2 separate regions of the Ovis aries genome follow, and region 1 is linked to region 2. Evidence: chromatin contacts called from public Hi-C data. All regions are on one chromosome and are shown on one strand. The core of a region is the stretch at or near the end of the contact, and the rest is flanking DNA. Distances in the headings are between cores, read along the strand shown.

Region 1 (6,945 bases), core at 1,638-4,137, 210 kb after region 2:
CCCCAGGCAGACGCTGCTGCTCCCTGAAGACCCTCCTGCCCCTAGGGGGTTACCCCCACCCCAGACCTTCTCTACCCCATGGACACTCCCACCCCCAGGAGGACCCCTCCGCCCAAGAGGCACTGTGAGCAGGAAGGCTTGAGGGCTCACGTTTATTCAACTGGCTGCAGCCCCGCGGGGGAGGGTGCCTCTCACTCCTCTTCCCACAGGCAAGCACGTGGCTCAGGCTTGTAGCCCAGGCTGCCTGCAGGATCGCTGGTGGTCGACCTGCAAGTTTGGTGGGGGGGTGGCAGGCCCAGGCCGGCATGGAGGGAGTGGAGGGTCCCCAAGGCTGCAGCCAGCAGGTCAATTACAGGAACCGGACTCCAGGCTCTGTCTTGTTTCTGCGCGTGGGGGGAAGCTGCAGGAGACCCTGCAGGGCAAGGGGTGGGGCTGGGGCTGGCGTCCCCCTTCCTGGACACTGGGCGTCCCAGCCTCCTGATGCTGCAGCTTCTAGGGGCGGAGGCACATCCCCCTGGAGCCCCGGGCGCCATGCCTGGGCCTCACAGAGGGCCTTGGGGAAGGACGTAGGGCGCCAGGGGCCGAACCTCTTCAGCCGTCATGTTGTTGGCCTGGGACACGAGCTGCCGCCTGCTGCTGAGGACAGCAGGGAGGGGCCAGATTTCTGGGGAAGGCACTGCGGAGAAGGCAGTGGCACCCACTCCAGTACTCTTGTCCGGAAAATCCCATGGACGGAGGAGCCTGGTGGGCTGCAGTCCATGGGGCTGCTGAGGGTCGGACACGACTGAAGTGACTCAGCAGCAGCAGCAGCAGCAGCAGCAGGGAAGGCGCTGGCTCTGAGCTGGAGGGGTGGCCCAGGGGGCCCCTGCGATGGGTCCTCATGGGGGGCAGGTCTACCCCCTTCAATCCCACCCACTCACGGGGCAGGTGCCTCTTGGGAGCCTGGCCCTGGGTGAGTCCTGGGCACTGGGGGGACCACAGGGAGCCATCCCCGACTCCCACATCCCTGGGGCAACAGCTTGGCACACTGAATAGTCCTGTTCATGAGGCTGAAGTAGCCCCCAGAGGGGGTAAAAACCCAGCGATGGTCTGAACGGCAGTGACCGCTGGCCCCACGTGGGTATGGCCGATCCTGCCCTGGGTTACCCTGAGGGACTCTGGATCCTAGGAAGGCGGATCAAGGCCTGAAAGCTGGGGCAGGTGTGGTGGGGGCTGGTGGTGGGCCTGGCTTCCTCACGCCCTGGTGGTGCCCGGGTGCCCAGCGTCATGCTCACTAGTCCTTGTTGGTGCTGCCCTTGCCATCTGGGCCCAGTATCTCCAATGCGCTGAGGAGTCTTCTCAGGGTGCATGCCTGCCCAGAGGCGGCCTCGAGCCTTGGGCGTCTCAGGTGCTAGTCCTGCCCCTCTCCACCCAGGGCTCCATGTCCTTGCCCACTTGATGCTCTCAGTGGCCTTCCCACTCTGAATGCCTGAGAGACCCTCAGCTCCCGCCCCAGGGTACTGTTCTTGGAGTCCCCTTGGTCCTGCCAGGCCCAGAGGTGGGCAGTTTCTCAGTGAGGGACAGAGGTCCCCACCAGCTGGTGGAGGAGGGGTGGGCCTGGGCTGGGGGCCGACAGGGCACCCAGACGTGGGTCCCGGAATGCCAGGTCCTAGAGACTTTCAAGAGGTCTGCAAATCTGGGTTTTATGTGAGATGTGCAGACATCAGGAGTTGAGTAAGCCTGGTGCTCACCCTCAGCTTCTCCCCAACACGTTCAGGAACACAGTGAGGTCGATGGGCCCCAAGGCCTCCTTGAACCTTGCATCCAGCTCGTAATCCTTGACTTTGATCTTGCCTGTTGCAGGAATGGGGGGATGGGGGTGGGGGTCACAGGGCAGGAGTATCAGTGTCCTGGTGGCCTTGTGGAGGGGCTGCCCCCCTCCATCATTCTCCAGGTGTCCCCAACCCACGTTGCCATGGGAACTGTGTATAAGCACAGCAGGTTCAGCTGGGAGACTGGCCACCACTGCCCACCTCTGGGCAGCCTCCTCTGCACACCCGGGCTGGGTCAGCTTTGTCCTCCTTTGGGCTGACCACAGAGCTGGGTGACAGAATACCCCACCAGTGTGACCCCTGCTTCCCCGGCAGAAGACAGCAGAAATGAGGGTGAGGGCCTCTCTGACGTGGACCTTGAAGCTTGGGGCTGCAAGGTCCTGAGGGCTAGAGTTGGGAGACCGAGAGAGCAGGCTCTGCTAGGCTGGCCTTCTCGGGAGGACCTGTGCCCCTTTCTGCTGGGGAGGCTGCAGCGGTGAGGAAACCCTAGCTCTGCCGGGGGACTGGGAATGGGGCCGATGGTGGGTAGAGGGGCACCCACGGCCGTGCCGCCCCAGGAAGGGGCTCGGGCCACACGGTCGACCTGGCCTGTGAGTCCAGAGAGGCCGGACATGGCCACCCCCTCCGCTGGGAGCCAGCCTGCACTCAGGCTACACTTTGTACCCGGACCCCGGATTGCCTGTCCAAGCCTCGAGCCCCTTCCCGGTTCGTCCCCGGGGCTGGTCTGGGGGGACCGCGGCCCGGACAGGCCTGGGTGTGGCTGGAGCCGCGGGCGGGGCGAGACAGGCAGGAGAGAGCTCGGGTTTTCACTTTGTACAGTGTACTCACACTTTTCAAATATTTGTACCCGAGGTGTGCGGGCCTCGACTTGTGCTCACCATGGTTCGAAACCGTCAGGGGACAGCACGGCCGCACCTGCTGCCGCGAGCGCGCACTCGCTGCCCGGCCACTGCGCATGCGGGGCCGCCGCGCGCCGCGCCTGATGACGCCGCCCTGCGTGCGCGCGCCCGGCCGCGCCTCTGCGTCTGCGTCCCCGCGGTGTTCAGGGCCTTGCGGCGTCCTCTCCGGTCCGAATTGTGCTTCCGGTGCGAGGGTCACGGACAAGATGGTTCCGCCGGTGCAGGTCTCGCCGCTCATCAAGGTGAGCCAGGCTCCGCCGCCGCCGCCGCTGAGCGGCTCTGCGTGGGCAACGCGCGGGAGCGCCTCGGCGCGGCTCGCGGCGCCCCCGACTCTCAGCGGCCCCCGCCCTGACCCGGAGGCCGCGACCCTCCCCATCGGGCCCCGACGCCGCGCGTGCGATCCCCGCTGCCCCCCGCCCTCGCGCAGCGCCCGGGACCCCCGCCCTGACCGCGACCCTGTGGGCTGAGACCGCGGGCGTGACCTCCACCCCTCCCCTCTCTCAGCGCCCCGGACCCCGACCCTGTGGGCCGAGCGCCCCCAGGCGCGGTCCCCCCTGCCGCCCCTGACCGCTTTTCCCCACAGCTTGGCCGTTACTCCGCGCTGTTCCTCGGCATGGCCTACGGCGCCAAGCGCTACAGTGAGTGTCCGCGGGCGTCTGCGGCCCCCCGGCCGGAGTGGGAGAGGGGCGGCGCGGGAGGCCCCTGACCTGAGACCCGAGAGGGCAGGACCCCGCGCGCGGCCGGGTGGAGGTTGGCCGGGCAGCACCTTGGAGCACAGAGGACTGAGTGCGGGGCGGCTGGGTGCCTGGGGTGGCCGCGGGGGTCCTGTAGCTGCCCTCCGGGTCGGGCTCTCCGTTAGGAGGTGGGTGTCAGGCCTTCACCTACATCCAGGTAAAGGAGAGTGGGAATCGGGCGCCCCTGGCACTCAGTGTACCTGAGGATGGCTTTGCCTGTGAACTGAATTCCTTTTCGAGCTTCAGTGAAAACGTTCACTGGACACCCCCGCCCCCGCCTTCCCTTTGACAGATTACCTGAAACCTCGGGCAGAAGAGGAGAGGAGGCTTGCAGCCGAGGAGAAGAAGAAGCGGGATGAGCAGAAGCGCATCGAGCGGGAGCTGGCGGAAGGTGCTCATGCGGCTGTCCCCCACCCCGCGTTGGGTTTTCAGAAACAGCTGCTGCTTCATACGGAGCAGCAAGTGGAGAGGAAAGGCCACCGCCTTTTCCATTTCCACTGGTCCCTGGGCCATCCTCTGCGGAGTGGGGTGGGGGTGGGGAAGGAGAGCCTTTGTGGGGGGTGGGTGCTAACCTGCCTTTAGTGAGGCTCGGCCCCTGGGCCTTAGAGGTGGACTGTCTCAGCCTTAGAGGCCACACAACCAGAGCCAGGCTCCACCCTCCCTGACCGCGGGGGCAGGTCCCAGTGAGAACCCGCAGGTTAAGGAAGGCTGAGGATATAGTGGAAACAGAGCATAGCCAGGCATGAGACGAGACGCTGGATGGTTTAACCCCCAAAATCTAAGGTGGCCCTTTTGGGTGGCAGGCGTGTGTAATGGTGTGTTTTCCTTCTAACTTTCCAGCCCAAGAGGACACCATATTGAAGTGAGCTGCCCTTCTCCAGAGCAGTGTGGATAAATAAAGCTCTCTGTGCGCCTCTGACTTCCCTTTACTGTCCCCAGTGGTTTGGTTTCTGGACTCAGACTGGGTTGTATGCCAGCCTTCTCAGATTATGCGCGGTGTGAATGGAGAGGGGTTCCAGAAAACTAATCAATGATTCAGTGATTGGTGCATAAACAGGGTGGAACACAGAGAAACTTGATCGCTTGCTCTGAGAGCTGGGGGGTGGGAATGAGGACAGGAGCCCCTCAGGATGCAGTCTGCAACAAGCATCTCACAGCTTCTCAACAGCTCACCCAAGCATCCTGGGCGCTGCTGAGCCGCTCCGCTCAGCCCTGGCTCAGACCCTTGGACAGGCTGGAGAGGGGGCAGGCTTCGCCACGTGGGAGGGGTGGGGGTGTCCTGATGCCCTTCGAGCTAGAACTTGGATTTCTTTTCTCCTTTTTGCACACCCTCCTCTTGAGCCCAGGTAGGGGATGTGGCCTCCTGAGGGCTTGGCTGGGGTGCAGCCAGCTCTGCAGTGAGCTTGGGCCTTTGTGCCTGAGCAGACAGCAGACTCTGCCCCTGCTGGCTGTGCCTCTTCATGCCAAGTTGCTTCAGTCGCGTCCAACTCTGCGCGACCCTATGGACTGCAGCCTGCCAGGCTCCTCTGCCCATGGGATTCTCCAGGAAAAGAACACCAGCATGGATTGCTGTGCCCTCTCCCAAGGGATCTTCCTGACCCAGGGAATGAACCCTTGTCTCTTAGATCTTCTGCACTGGCAGGAGCGTTCTTTACCACTGACACCACCTGGGAAGCCCGCAAATGGCACATGTATAATACGCGTGCATGAGGAGGCCTGGTGTCAATGTGGCTATTCCAGCTTTGTGCCTGGAGTGGACTTCCTAGGCTTTGGGCCCCAGTTCATTTGTTTTCCCTGTTTTCAGTAAAGGTGAGGCTGGAGTGCACACCCCCTGGAGATCTGAGGTTGGTGGGTGGCTGGCACTGGGTCTCTCTGGGAACCAGGGGGGACCCCAGTCACACGCTCTTGTCCCCAGGTGTCACTGTGAGCTGAAGGTTGTGTGGGGCCCGTGCATCCCCTGCCCGCTGGGAGAATGCGGCATCTGAACCAGCCTTAACCCAAGTGCCCTTGCAGTGCTGTCCGTGGCTGTAGCCAAGAGGAGTTTCCAGTGTCTGGAAACAGTTGCTTTGAAGCTAACACCACAAGTTAAAGGCCTTTAGCTCCATCAGGTGCTCAGCACCCGTTTCGAGTGTGAGTTGCGTTTTCGGTCTGGGTCTGACTTGGCTTTTCTTCCCGGCTCAGAACCACTTGGTTCTTGGAGGTGTGTGGTTGCTTCCATGAAGGAAACCTCAGGGGTGCAGGAGGACTTGGGCAGGCCACAGGTGTGGGTCCGTCAGCAAGGTTCAGACCAGCTCCCTGGGCAGCATTTATTAACAGATTATTTCTGCACAGAGTGCTGGCAGGATTTCTGGTTGGTCACAAACAAATGTCCTCTGCCACATCAAAAAGAGCAGCAGGTTTTCTTTTGATTTTATTCTAAATTTCTATTCATATATTTGTTCCTAAACCAGATGAGAACTGGCGTCTGTGTTTCCATTTCTCCACCTGTAAACCCATAAATATACGTGCAGCTGTGAATATATTCACCCAGTGCTTTCAGGCACATAGTTCACAGACCCTTTCTGAAGACCTCTTGGTGGTATGATTACGTATCCAAAAATTGGATTAAGTCAGGCTACACTGTAAAGATCATTCATCATTGGCTTTAGTTCATAAAAACACAAACCTTAAAAAAGTTCAAAGTATCCAAAATGGTCTTCAGTCATTTCTTCAGGCTCCCTGACCTCTTGTACCAGTGGTTAGAGGTGGAGTCCCGGGGTGGGGGTGGGGTGCGGGGCAGGGGGCCTGACGACCGCCTCAGAGGATGCAGCAGGTAGAAGAACGGGGTGCCGGGCCGCCGTTGCAGATTTCTGTGCCTGCTGCGAAAGGAGACAAGACGGTGAGCGAGGGCCACGAGTGGCCCGGCGCCTCCACTCGCCCTGCAGGGGGAAGGGCAGGGCAGAGGCTGGTCTGCCTAAGCCGACTGGACCCTGATTTAGTTCCTGGCGCTCCAGCAGTGGCCTCGCAGCTGGCTGGTTTCTGCTGGTTCTCTCCCCTGTGGACGCTTCAGAGATGATGAGCTGCGGAGCACGAGCAGGCCTCAAGGGTTCTGATTTGGGGGCGCCAGCTGGTGACAGTGGAGCCGCGCTCCCACAGCGCTGGGGGTGGGGTGGGGAGGCGAGCAAGCTCTGCACCGCGACGGGAACACCATGCACGCTGACCCCTAGCTGGCTTCTTAGGTTCCGTGGGTCTGCTGTTTCAGCTTTGAGGCTGGCATGGGAGCGTAGACTTTATGAACTACTTAAGAGGGAACTGCTGATTGATGACGGGAACAGAGGAGCTGAGTTGGCTTTCCTCCCCTTTATAAAGGTGACTTCCCTCCAGAATCCCTGACTCAGGCCCCGAGCAGGCCCTTTCAGACCGGGCTCATCAGCCGCCCTGAGTCACCCAGCCTGTTCCTCGGGGATGGGCCTCCCTCTGGGAGGGTGGCTGTCTGTGCAGCCTGGAGTCCAGGCACTGACC
Region 2 (6,457 bases), core at 2,435-4,934:
GCGTGGAGCCGTGACCGTGGCATCGCAGGCAAGTGCCGTCAGATGCTTTTCCCACGTCTTGTGTTAGTGGCTTAGTCGTGTCCGGCTCTTCAAACCCCGTGGACTGTAGCCCGCCAGGCTCCTCTGTCCATGGAATTATCCGGGCAAGAATGCTGGAGTGGGTTGCCATTTCCTTCTCCAGGGGAATCTTCCTGACCCAGGGATCAAACCAGGGTCTCCTGCACTGCAGAGATTCCTTACCATCATCGCTAGAAAGAAGTCCCTGCGTCTTGAGAGGACCCACTTGGTTTCCTTTTTCACTGTAATGCCGTAAATCGCACTGACCCACCTCTGAACACTAAGCCAGCTTTGCCCTCCTGCGATGAGCTCCACTTGGTCGACGCTGCATCACCCTCTTTATATAGCATTGCACTGTTTGCTGAAAAATGTTTTGTGAGAATTTTTATTTCTGTTATGAGAATACTAGTCTGCGGTTCTCTTTTGTTGTGATGTCTGTGTCAGATTCTGGCATTAGAATAATGCTACCCTCACAGGATGAGCTGGCAAAACTTTCCTTCAGTTTAAAGAACCCCTGGAGAATTGGTAATATTCCTTCTTTAGGTTGGTGGAATCCCCAGGAAAGCCATCTAGGTATGGAGTTTTCTTTGAGGAAAAGGTTTTAACTATAAATTCAATGCTTTAATAGTTATAGGGATATACTGACTTTTCTCTCTCTTCTGGAGTGAGTTTTCGCAGTGTCTTCCAAGGAATTTGTTCCCTTAGTGCAAGTGATTGAATTTATTGGCAGAGAGTTGCTCGTGTTCTCTGACTACCCTTTCAGCAATGACATCATCACCTTCATTCATGATACTGCTAGTCTCTTTTTCCCCTTATTCAACCTGGCAGAAATTACTCATTTTATTCATCATCTCAAAGAATCAGCTTTTGGTTTCATTGATTTTTCTCTATTGTCTTTTATTTATTTCTGCTCTGATACTTATCGTTTCCCTTTTTGTACTTAAAGAGTTTCATTTGCTCTTATTTTTCTAGTTTATTAAGATGAGTGATTTGAGACAACTTTTGAAATGCTGCATTTTCATTTTTTTCATTCAGTTTAAAATGTTAATTTCCCCTTTGATTTCTCCTTTAATCTATGGGTAATGTACAAGTCAATAGGTTTTTAAATATTTGGATGATTTTCCAGATATATGCTATTAATTTCCAGCTTATTCCATGGTAGTTAGGGAACATATTTGCCCACAACATGAAACATCTGGGTGAATGTTGCCTACATAGTTGATAATGTGCGTCCTACAAAAGCTATTAGATCCAGTTGGTTGATGGTATCACTCAACTCTGCCACGTCCTTGGTCAATTTCTGGGTGTTTGTTCTGTCATTACATGAGAAAGTGGTACTGAGATTTCCAACTACAGCTGTGGGTTTGTCTGCCTCTCCTTGCAGAAGTATCAGTTTTTGCTTCGTGCATTTTGAAGTTTTATTATCAGAGACAGAACTGTATAGGATTGTTACATCTTCTGATGCATTTACCCATCCATCATTATCAAACCTTTCTGACTTCTGATTGGTCTTTGTTATGAAACCTACGAGAGGGACAGGGAAGTCGCTCAGTCATGTCCGACTCTTAGGGACCCCATGGACTGTGGCCTACCAGGCTCCTCCATCCATGGGATTTTCCAGGCAAGAGTGCTGGAGTGGGGGGACAGCCTTCGGCGTGCACATGTGAGGCGAGCCGCCTCAGAACGCAGGGCCACGAGTCCAGGAGGGATGTGGTCCAGAGACACAGAACTGGATTAAGATGGTGCTACTGCAGCTCCTCAAGCAGGATCAGTATCAATAGTGCCCCAGCAAAACGAAATACAAAGTCTGAATAAACTCCCGACCCCAAGGGAGTCACACTGTCTAGAAATCTGCGCCTGGCTGCAGCTCACACCAGCGCGAGCCGCACCCGCTGAGCGCAAGTGCGCCCTGGGCAGCACCGAGCGCTCCTGTGTTCACCAGGTCTCCCACAGAAGCTGCCTCAGATCTTTTTCGCACTGTTTCGCTCTTGCCTCCCTTCTCAGTTTCAGTAGCTGCTTCCTCCCCTTAGTCACAGTAAGAAGGGACGTCATTAGAGAATCCCTCACTTTAATTCCAACAAACGTATAAAGTCACTACACCTTCCTCCATTTACGAGGAGAAGCGATTTCCCAAAGCAAATGCTTCCCTATGCTCTGGATGTCATCCCCTCCCACCTTCTTCGGGACCCCTGTGCACCTGCCCTGCCCCTGCTTGCCGGCTAGAGGCTGCCCCAGTCCCCACCATCACTCCAGCTTCGCTCTCCACACCAAGGCACTGAGTTACCTCCGCTTACCCTCTCTCCTTTCTACACTCCTCCCCTTAGGTTAAAGGGAGCTTTCCAATGAAACAATGTTATTCTTGGCAAGGTCACCAAAGATCTCATTGTTGCTAAGTTCAACATGCAACTTTCACTCTTTCCCCTACTTTTAAAGGGGTATGCTGCTGCTGCTGCTAAGTCGCTTCAGTCGTGTCTGACTCTGTGCGACCCCATAGATGGCAGCCCACCAGGCTCCCCTGTCCCTGGGATTCTCCAGGCAAGAACACTGGAGTGGGTTGCCATTTCCTTCTCCAATGCATGAAAGTGAAAAGTGAAAGGGAAGTCGCTCAGTCATGTCCAACTCTTAGGGACCCCATGGACTGTGGCCTACCAGGCTCCTCCATCCATGGGATTTTCCAGGCGAGAGTGCTGGAGTGGGGGGCCATTGTGTGCCACTTCTAATTACCCTCCCTGCCTTCCCCCCATCTCCCTGCGGCCCTGGGACCCAATGCTCTTAGTTTTATTCCTGCTTCCTTGGCTGTTCCTCCCCTCTGAGGACTGCGTCCTCTTTCTAACCACCGTGTCCCCCTCAGGGCTCTCTTCAACTGCCACCTATATGCTAGGGACACCCAAACACAGCCTGACTCCTTCCTGAGCCCCCAACCCTTGTATGCCACGTAGCAGATGAACACTGGCTGGAGAAGCCGTGCGACTTGTGTGGGCTTCGAGCTGTCTCACTAACTGTGTCCAGCAGACCCTGGCCAGCTGGCCGCGTAATGCCGCTGCGGAGCACGCTTTGTCACCTCGAAGGCGGGGGTGGGGTGGGAGTTCTCTGAGATGCTCCAGGGTCACTCAGGCGAACACTTATAAAGCCCTGTACAAACTAACCTGCTTTATTACAAGGATAACAGACGCTAGCCTGTCTGGAGAGAGATCTCTGTGAAGCTCCGGGCGGGTGACGATGCTGTCTGGGGATCCGGCTCCAGGGCCCCGCGCCGGGACCGGGAAGCGGCCCAGGGGCCAGGCGAGCGGTGCTGTCTTACCTGCGGGGGCAGCTCTAGGTGGTGGGTGACACCCGGGAGTCTGGGTCCAGTGCCGCCAGATCTGACTTTTTTCTACAGAAGCTACCAATCTTGGTTTCTGAAATTGAGCTTTTCAGTTCTTTAGTGGGAACCAACTCAAAAAGATGGACATTGCTAGCGCCCTGGCGCTCCGCGCACACAGCCCGCTGCTCCCGCCGCGCAACCAGGCCCCGGGAGCGCCAGCTTCCGCGGAAACGGCCACGCGGGACGGTTGGGCGCCAGGCCGGGGGCGAGCCCTGCGAGGGTCGTCCGCCGCAGCCAGCAGGCGCGCGACCCGGAAGTCCGCCCGAGGCCCGCAGGCGCGCGACCCGGAAGTCCGCTGAGGCCGCGGCGCCGCGCACGCGCGGCCCCGGCGCGGCGGAAGTGCGGCGCCGGCGCTCTTCCGGGCGGGTCGCGCCCCCCGCGCCTGCGTCGCGGCGTCGGGCGGAAGCTGGTGCGGCTCGCGAGCGGCGGTTGCCGAGCGGACCCGGACGCGCGCGGACCCCGAGCCCTCGGGCCGGCGCCCGCCGCGGGCCGCCGCCATGTCGCTGCTGCAGTCCGCGCTCGACTTCCTGGCGGGCCCGGGCTCCCTGGGGGGCGCGGCCGCCCGCGACCAGACGGACTTCGTGGGGCAGACGGTGGAGATGGGCGAGCTGCGGCTGCGGGTGCGCCGGGTCCTGGCCGAAGGTGAGGGCGGCCGCGGCCGGTCGGGCGGCGACTGCGGGGGACGAGGCCGGCCGCGGGTCGGGCACTTCCGTGAGGGAGGCTCGGGGCCAGGCCGGGCCCTGGCGGCCGTGCCGGCGGGTGCGGGCCACCCCCGGCCCGGGCGGAGGCTGGCCCGGCGGGCGGGACTCCACGCGGCTGGAGGCTGGAGTCTGCAGGCGGGCGGTGCGGCGGGGGCAGGCGAAGCCGTGGCCCCTCTCGCTCCGAGGGCCACGGCGGGGGGCGGACGCAGGGCCGGCCGCCTGGCTGACAGGGGCTCGGGCGTGGGTGGCCGTGGCCCTGGCCTCCGCAGGTGCGGGGGCACGCGGTGCGGCGCCCGCTAGCCGCGCTGCCTCCTTGCCCCTGAGCGTCCCTTTCCCCGACCTGCGTCTGAGTCCCCAGGCGAGTTTCCGCAGGACGAGCCAACAGGTGTGACCGCTGCGGACCTTGCTTGGCAGGCCGGGCAGGGCCGTCTTTGGTACTTCCGCGTGCCCTCTCTGGCTTCCTGAATGCCCTCTTTACTTCACGCAGAGTTGCTCACCCCTGTTGGCGCAGCCCTTTTGCTCCTTTGTCTGGCCCGGCAGATTCCCCTAGCCGTGGCACTTGGCAGCTGAAGGCGTGGCTTTGGGGCCGCTGCTGAAGCCTGAGGTACCCCCCTGATTTCGCACTCTTGCTGCCAGCTGTGCTCAGTTTGAGCTGGGCAGCGCTGACTGTTCTGGGGCCCTCCTTCCTAAAGTCCTCAGGTGGTGCTAAGGCCAGAGCACCACCACACATTTTTTCTCCACTGTCAGAAACATTTTGGGTGTGACTGGGTGACAAGCCTCAGGCTCTTTCCGAAGTGGAGGCCAGTGTATCTAGTAATGAGAAGTGTCCCCCGCTCCTCCGCCCCCCACCGCCCCATCAGTTCGTTTATTCTGAAAATACCAGGCACGTGTTTTGATTCTTTAAGGAATCACAGTGCACAGGACGTGGTTTCTGCTTTGTGGAAGTTCAGGTGAGACACAGGCGCTCTGATGACTGGAGGTCAGCAAAGTGCAGGGGGTCCCCTGGTGGGTGGACAGTGGGCCCAGCTGCAGGGCTGGAGGAGGAGGGGGGCTGGAGGGGGTTGGGGAGGCGGCTCCGGGAGACAGGAAGCTCCTGCCAGTGGCTTCACCCGAGGATGAAGACCAGCGAGAGCAAGTGCCCGCCCTGGCTGTGCAGACCTGCTCCTTCGTTCCCCCAGGACGTCAGGAGCCGTCGATTTCCTGCCCGTAAACTGAAGTGGTAGCCTAGGGCTTGCGGAGCTCGTGCGGCTGCTTCTGAACTGGGCCAGTAGGAGACCTTTGGAAGTCCCTCACGTAAAATAGCAGCTTGAGGGCGTGGGCTGTGGGCTTCTGTGAACACGGGGAAGGGCAGCTCAAAACTCCTGGGCACCTATGTGGACAGTTGCAGAATTTTTCAGGTTTTAGAAAGGTAGAGTGTAGCCTGTGGGTCGTGGGATACACCACTGAGAGTTGGGAAACAGTCACGTCATCAAATGTACTAATATTTAATACTCCTGTAATTAAGTAAGTATCCTCATTGTGGGGCAATTAGGTCTTCAAATAGCCCCGTGTCAGGTCATGTCAGGGTTGCCCCAGCTGAGCTTCTCGCCAGGTTTTGCTCTCAGATGATTCTCCAGGCAAGAGCGCTGGAGTGGGTAGCCCTTGCCTTCTCCAGGGGATCTTCTTGACCCAGGGATCAAACCCAGGCCTCCCACATTGCGGGCAGGCACTTTATCCTCTGAGCCACCAGGTAAGCTGGTGTATAACTAGGTCTCCAGATAGCCCCGTGTCAGGCCATGTCAGGGTTGCCCCAGCTGAGCTTCTCGCCAGGTTTTGCTCTCAAACGATTTAGGGAGAAAGCGTCGGTTTTCATAACTTTTTGCAGTTTATAGCCTGAAATGGGTTGTTGGGTAGAACTATGGAGCTAGATAGCTTTTCAGAGTTTGTTCTAAATTTTCACTTTTTAAGAACAAGCGGGCTTCCCTGGTGGCTCAGACGGTAAAGAATCTGCCCCCAGTGCAGGAGACCCAGGTTAGAGCCCTGGGTCGGGAAATCCCCTGGAGGAGGGCGTGGCAGTCCACTCCAGTGCTCTTGCCTGGAGAATTCCGTGACAGAGGAGCCTGGTGAGCTGTAGCCCTTGGGGTCGCAAAGGGTCGTACGCGACAGAGCGACTGACCCGCTGGCATCCCGCGGCGGCAGGGGCGTCCCTGGGGCCTGTCCTGACTGCAGGAGGGCATGGGGGCGGGTGTGTTGGAGGAGAGGACTGGGCCCTCTTCTGCAGGGCCCCGCCGCCTGGTGCCTGGGGGGCTTGTCGGGGGCCATGGGGCTGTGGCGGCCCCTGTGGACCCCCCTTTCC

The links. A called contact is a pair of places that touch in the nucleus more often than the background predicts.
Region 1: a Hi-C map of liver shows a contact between it and region 2, with 2.7 times the contacts expected there. The contact joins the promoter of ATP5ME here to the promoter of TMEM175 in region 2. A contact is called at or near these places in 3 of 16 Hi-C or Micro-C datasets (hypothalamus, liver and tail adipose tissue).

Annotation. Positions count from the first base shown.
Region 1 is chr6:118,320,276-118,327,220 of ARS-UI_Ramb_v3.0, forward strand. It overlaps ATP5ME (ATP synthase membrane subunit e), which reads left to right and starts at 2,888. Exons shown (of 3, transcript XM_060417733.1): 1 at 2,888-2,952; 2 at 3,294-3,348; 3 at 3,737-4,363. The coding sequence starts at 2,917. The coding sequence ends at 4,026. It overlaps SLC49A3 (solute carrier family 49 member 3), which reads left to right. Exons shown (of 9, transcript XM_042251799.1): 9 at 1-368. PDE6B (phosphodiesterase 6B) reads right to left here. Exons shown (of 22, transcript XM_027971362.3): 22 at 6,071-6,302. The coding sequence ends at 6,241.
Region 2 is chr6:118,110,433-118,116,889 of ARS-UI_Ramb_v3.0, forward strand. TMEM175 (transmembrane protein 175) reads right to left here and starts at 3,685. Exons shown (of 9, transcript XM_060417719.1): 1 at 3,359-3,685. GAK (cyclin G associated kinase) reads left to right here and starts at 3,823. Exons shown (of 28, transcript XM_042251771.1): 1 at 3,823-4,063. The coding sequence starts at 3,919.